2 separate regions of the Mus musculus genome follow, and region 1 is linked to region 2. Evidence: chromatin contacts called from public Hi-C data. All regions are on one chromosome and are shown on one strand. The core of a region is the stretch at or near the end of the contact, and the rest is flanking DNA. Distances in the headings are between cores, read along the strand shown. Region 1 holds the start of Fcrl1 (Fc receptor-like 1). Region 2 has its middle 16 kb from the start of Fcrls.

Evidence for each region. Hi-C and Micro-C count contacts between places; a contact is called where the count stands out from the background.
Region 1: a contact with region 2 is called in a Hi-C map of bone marrow-derived macrophages, with 36 read pairs. The contact joins the promoter of Fcrl1 here to the enhancer-like site in region 2. A contact is called at or near these places in 19 of 39 promoter capture datasets (the 3T3-L1 cell line, 3T3-L1-derived adipocytes, the C10 cell line and 11 more), 2 of 484 Hi-C or Micro-C datasets (bone marrow-derived macrophages and embryonic stem cells), 2 of 115 datasets of contacts at active chromatin or transcription factors (cardiomyocytes and microglia) and 4 of 9 other capture datasets (adipose tissue, liver, macrophages and 1 more).

What each region holds. Positions count from the first base shown.
Region 1 is chr3:87,374,863-87,377,856 of GRCm38.p6, forward strand. It overlaps Fcrl1 (Fc receptor-like 1), which reads left to right and starts at 1,525. Exons shown (of 10, transcript NM_178165.4): 1 at 1,525-1,663. The coding sequence starts at 1,633. Gm31940 (a long non-coding RNA gene) reads right to left here and starts at 2,741. Exons shown (of 3, transcript XR_867410.3): 1 at 2,225-2,741; 2 at 1,198-1,282.
Region 2 is chr3:87,246,255-87,248,954 of GRCm38.p6, forward strand. No RefSeq gene overlaps it. Among named protein-coding and RNA genes, the nearest start is that of Fcrls, 16 kb to the right of the region's middle. Within about 2 kb of position 1,252, at least 13 of the 459 cell types and tissues checked have an H3K27ac peak or open chromatin away from gene starts, as enhancers often do. A contact at or near this core is called in bone marrow-derived macrophages and microglia, where this site is marked.

The DNA.
Region 1 (2,994 bases), core at 275-2,774, 130 kb after region 2:
CATGCTCCAACAAGGTATCAATTTCATTAACTTTTTATAGGAACAGCAAAAAAACCGTAAAGTAACACACTTTCAAATGCATCAGGTAGGCGGGTTATAGCAGAGATGGGAAGCCTGATAGAATTGTTAGCTATTTTGTTGGTGAAACATTCTATTTGTACATTCCCAAAGGATTTACATGATGGTGACAAAAGGGGTTGGTTCATGTACAAAAGCAATCAGTAGGTTGTTATTAAGAGGGATAAAGATGCCCAAGATAATTTGCCCCTGGATTTGGAACATTCCAACCTCTCCACATCACTGAAGGTCTAGTCAGTCAATCAGCATTTGAGGCACGGTTTCTTTCCAGCAATTCTCATTCACAAGGTGAAGATTGTGATCCCAGGGTGTATGCCGACCCTAGAGTGCAGACAGCAACACCAGTGTGCAGTCTGCAATCCCTGGGTACAAACTCTGACCTCAAGGTGCAGATGGAAACCCCAGAGTGCAGACTGTGACCCCAGGGTGCAGACAGCAACCTCAGAGTGCAGACCGTGATCCCAAGGTGTATGTTGTGGCCCCATGTTTAATAACACACACACACTCACTCACTCAATGTTGAGATGATGCAAATAATGTAGAACAATTACTATGATTGCATTTGTATCAGTTTACCTTTGTCAAAAATCATCTTAATATTAGATGATAAAAGATTCAAGAAATGGGAAAAATAAAATAGTTTATTCCCCTGTAATCCATAATGAGACTCACATACAAGCTTCAGGTGACAGAGAAAGGGTGATATAGATGCTAAAGGAAGCAACAGCAGGAATTGCCTACCCTTGACTGGGGTAAGGGAAGAAGGGTGTCACACAAATACAAGAGTTAGTGATGACGGTGAGCCTTTTCCAGTACACAGAGGCTAATTGGTGCATATCCAAGTCTTCCATTTTATTCCAAACTCTTCCACTCTATGACTTCCTATGACTTTTTAAAAAGTGGCTCATGTCATTTATTGGAACATTGAAATTTTAAACATGGGGAAATATCTATATGAATGGCTGGACCCTATATAAATCAGAATATACAATAGCAGCAGACACGGAACATAACCTGCGAATACTCCCTTCCATTCCTGAGTCAGACACAGAGAGACCACAATAGGAGCTTGTGAGAAAGACAGTGCATTTGATCAGATAGTTAAATAGATATCCTTACCAAAGATGGCAGTGTGTGGTGTGAAATCTGGCAGGACTCAAGCTCAGTGAGACTCTTTAAAGCCTGGATCATCTACTGGAAACCCCTGAGATACATGAATATTCATATTTTAATAATAAAGTATTAATCAAAGTTATAAAATGAAAGCCCGCATCTCCTGATACCCAAAAGCTCCAAGTCATGAAATTGAGTCATGCCATAGGAAGGAGTGTCTTCCATTCTGGGGCCTTCCTGGAGGAAGAACTGAACACTGGACAAGGTTGCTTTGTTGTATTTCTGTAAACTCGTGCTGAAGGTTAACTTCCGACCACGACTTCCTCAAACCTCAGAGAAGCTGAGGGCAGTTATCTGTGACACCTCTGTGAGTAGTCTGGTTTTGCTTTTTTTTCTTTTGGTGAGAGGCACCTTCAAGTTACCATCCCCAGCCTGGTCCTCATGCTACCTTGGCTCCTGCTACTGATCTGTGGTAAGTTAGACAACTTGGAGTGGGGTCTGGGAACGGGGATCTTAAAAAGGATAGAGAATTCGACGACTAAGTTTCTGCCTGGTGATGCTCGTGGATTCATGTAGTCTGTCTCTCTGTCTCTGTCTCGTCTCTCTTTGTGTGTGTGTCTCTGTCTTTCTGTGTGTCTCTGTCTCTCTGTCTCTGTCTCTGTCTCTCTCTCTCTCTCACACACACACACACACTCACAAAATATAGGCAACAACTTGGTCCCTCAGTTCCTTTTTCTTCTATCAACACCACTTCCTTTTATTCACATGAGAACCTTAGTGTATCACCAGCCCTCCTCATTCCCCTGTGGCCACACTCTGGTTTCTCTGGTGTCACACACCAGAATGGCAAGATTATTCCTCCATTATTAATCATTACACTTGGAAGGCTTACTCATCACTGACACGGCACAGACTCTGCAGCTCATCACCACAACATGCCGGCGGATGCTCTTTCAACTCTCTCTCCCTCCTGCACTGCCAGATGATACACTTTAACTGTGTCCAAACAATGGGACTTTAAACAAAGGCTCACCTGGCACCTTATCATCACGTGACGTGGAAACCGAATCGCAGATGTTCTTCGCATCTGTTTTCCCACTCATGCGTGGGAGCCATTGTTTCAGGTCTTCTCGTTTCTCCTCAAACTTAATCCTTTTGGGCCCCATTTTATAACTTTGATTAATAATTTATTTTAGAAGTAATAATGGCAAAAAGAAAATTCTCCATTTTTCTACTCCCATGACTACCAACTACCTGTCTGCCTTCTTCTTGCTCTGTAAATACACCTTGTCATTCATTAACCTTCTCCTCCACTCAAATGTGTCTCCATTCCAACCTGTTCCCATACATGCACAGGCATGCTGGGAGAGCTTCCCTCCTCGTTCCCGCACTGTTTCTCTTTCTCCCTTCACTCTGTGCTGGCTTGGTTCACTCTGTGCTCTGTTCACTCTGCACTGGGACAGGGTTCACTCTGCGCTAGCTTGGCAACTTCACTTTGTCTCACTTCCCTGATTCTTTCTTTAAAACAAAACAAAACAAAACAAAACAAAACAAAACAAAACAAAACAAAACAAAACAAAACAAAACAAAACAAAACAAAACACCTTCATTTTTAGTTACCTGCCTTTCTTAAGCTCTTGAAACCTTTCCCCCAGATGTCAATCAAAGCTGGGAACATTTCTATCATATCAAAGATTGCTTCAAGCTCCCAATCTTGTCCCCTGAGCTCCTCTCGCATTCTTGACCCAGGCAAGTGTTCAATCGTTTCCTTTTTTGGTGAACTCACTTTAATCAACCTTTTAT
Region 2 (2,700 bases), core at 2-2,501:
GTCATTTGCAAAACACTTTGATTGGTGATGGCAGCCCTGAACCACCTAGCAATGAGAAGCTTGAGTGGGTTACACATTCCTCCTCGTCCTCATTCTCGTCCTCCTTGTCCTCCTCCCCCTCCTCTCCTCCCCTCCTCCTCCTCCTCCTTCCCCTCCTGTCCTCCTCCTCCTCCTCCTCCTCCTCCTCCTCCTCCTCCTCCTCCTCCTCCTCCTCCTCCTCCTCCTCCTCCTCCTCCTCCTCCTCCTCCTCCTCCTCCTCCTTCTTCTTCTTCTTCTTCTTCTTCTTCTTCTTCTTCTTCTTCTCTTTTGGGTTTTTTTTTTGTTTGTTTCTTTGTATAGCCCTGACTGTCCTGGAACTCACTCTGTAGACCAGGCTGGCCTTGAACTCAGAAATCCGCCTGCCTCTCCCTCCCAAGTGCTGGGATTAAAGATGCGTGCCACCACTGCCTGGCTTTACATTTCTCTTCTTATAAAATGGAGGGAACATTATCTCCCTTTGGGGTTCTGAGCATTCAGTGTGATCATGCAGATGAGACTATGCAATTTAGAGTGGCAAATAATCAACTCAGTAAAAAAGCAAGTTCTAGTAACTCTCTTCTAATGGAGGACTGTGTCAGACTCACTTCTATCTTAGTATGCCATATGTCATGCACATTACACAATAGGGTTTTAATAATGACTCTGAGTATGTTTTTAATTGAAAATAATTTTTCATAACTATATTCTAATTATACTTTCCCTTCCCTTGTCTCCTCCCTGATCCCACTTGTGCCACATGATCCTTCTCTCTCTCTCTCTCTCTTTCTCTGACTCTCTCTCTCTCTCTCTCTCCCTCTCCTTCTCCCTCCCCCACTCCAACAGTGTGTTTAAAGCAAAGTCAATTTAGCACAGTCTCATTGGCACGGGAATATTCCTTGGCCTTTGGATGTCTAGTCAGCTGTAGTTTGTTTGCAGAATTATAAAAAAATGAGAGTCTGGCAAGGAATGCCATTCTCCCCACAACCCCAGTCTATTCAGGGGAGCCCAAGCATCTAAATACAGCAGCCACAGGTGATTACAGCCAACCCAAGACAAAAGGGCAGCCTTTATAAACAGATGCCTTTGCAATACAAAATCTGTTCAATGCTTTGCTGCTTATTTTTAGAACTTAGTGTTTTAAAAAAGGCAGCAGTAGGAGAAGCCTCTCTCGCTGAACTCCACTCTGTGATAATGCCAGTTCTCAGTCTGAGAACTCAAGAAGATTGAGAGGTGTGGATGACACATACGTACACTTGCATGCAAAGTGAAAATGCTTGCTATGTCTAGCTCTGAGTCAGCATGGACGCTTCTGCTCAAGTAGCTGGAGACTGTACCCTGTAAGCCTAGCACTCAGCAGCCCAGACCCACAGCCTGCACAGGGCTCAGATCCTGGGAACCTTAGGAACCAGAGACTATAGATGAGCTCTGATCTTCTGACACACGATGTCAGGGTCCCTACTGATGGAGACACTGTTTGAAGTGCAGCAGTATAAGAAGTCTTGGGGAAGCATGGTTTAAACGAAGAGTTCAGAATAGGAAGTAATAATGACTACATGCTGTCTTTATTGATTGATGGCAAATAAGAGAAATGACAGAACACAGTAGTCTGAGACAAAATATGGATAAAGAGAACTGGTTATTGGGAAAAGAGGTTTTTGTTTAAGATAGGTTTAGTTGAGGTACAATTGGCCTAGCAGAAGTGAAGTATTCTGAAGAGACAGTGTGTGTCTCTCAATCTCACTATGAGACTATAGAAACAACAAATCCCAAACAAGTGGGAATTTCCCCAGGAATCTCACTCTGGGAGAAGCTACGTGGAGCAGCTAGAGAGGAACATGCCTTCTGGAAAGAGATTCCACACTGTTCTAACACCTGTTAGACCACCTTACAGGGTGAGCCTGAAACCCAGGCAAGGCTGGGTCAGTGGTGTGTGGGACCACACCTTGACCAGGACTGCTTAGCCCTGCTATATTTGTTCCCTATTTATACTTTAAGCTCACCTCAGGACCATGAAGACTGATTTAGAGGATTCACAAGATCTCCTTTTCTTGCTTCCCACTGTAGCCAGGTTGACTAAATCTCCTTTTAAAATAGTTGGATCTATTTATTGGACTATGGAGGACAGGTGTGGAATGTGGACTGTGGACTGTGACTCCCAAGTTTGATGGCAAAAGTTGGTATGGATTGACTGTGCAGAAAATTCTAGTGGTGAAAACATCTTCTAAAAGTTTATTTTATTTTATTTTATTTTTATTTTTATTTTTTTTAGTGTCTGCTACATAAATACGGCGAAAAGCTTGAGAATTGACTGGGATGAAGATAGTTGTAGATTGGATTATAAAGATATTATTCAATCTTTTCTGAGCCTTGGAAGGGTTAATAATTCATGGAAAAGATACTGAAGTAATGTTTATAAAGGAAAATTTGTTTCTTTACATTCAATCCCGTTCAAGAAAATAAGATTGACATGTGCGATGGTTTGTATAAGCTTGTTGTAGGTAGTGGCACTATTAGGAGGTGTGGCCTTGTTGGAGTAGGCGTGTCACTGTGGGTGTGGGCTTTAAGACCCTTATCCTAGCTTCCTGGAAGCCAATATTTTGCTATCAGCTTTCAGATAAAGGTATAGAACTCTCTGCTCCTGCACCATGCCTGCCTGGATGCTGCCATGTTTCTGCCTTGATG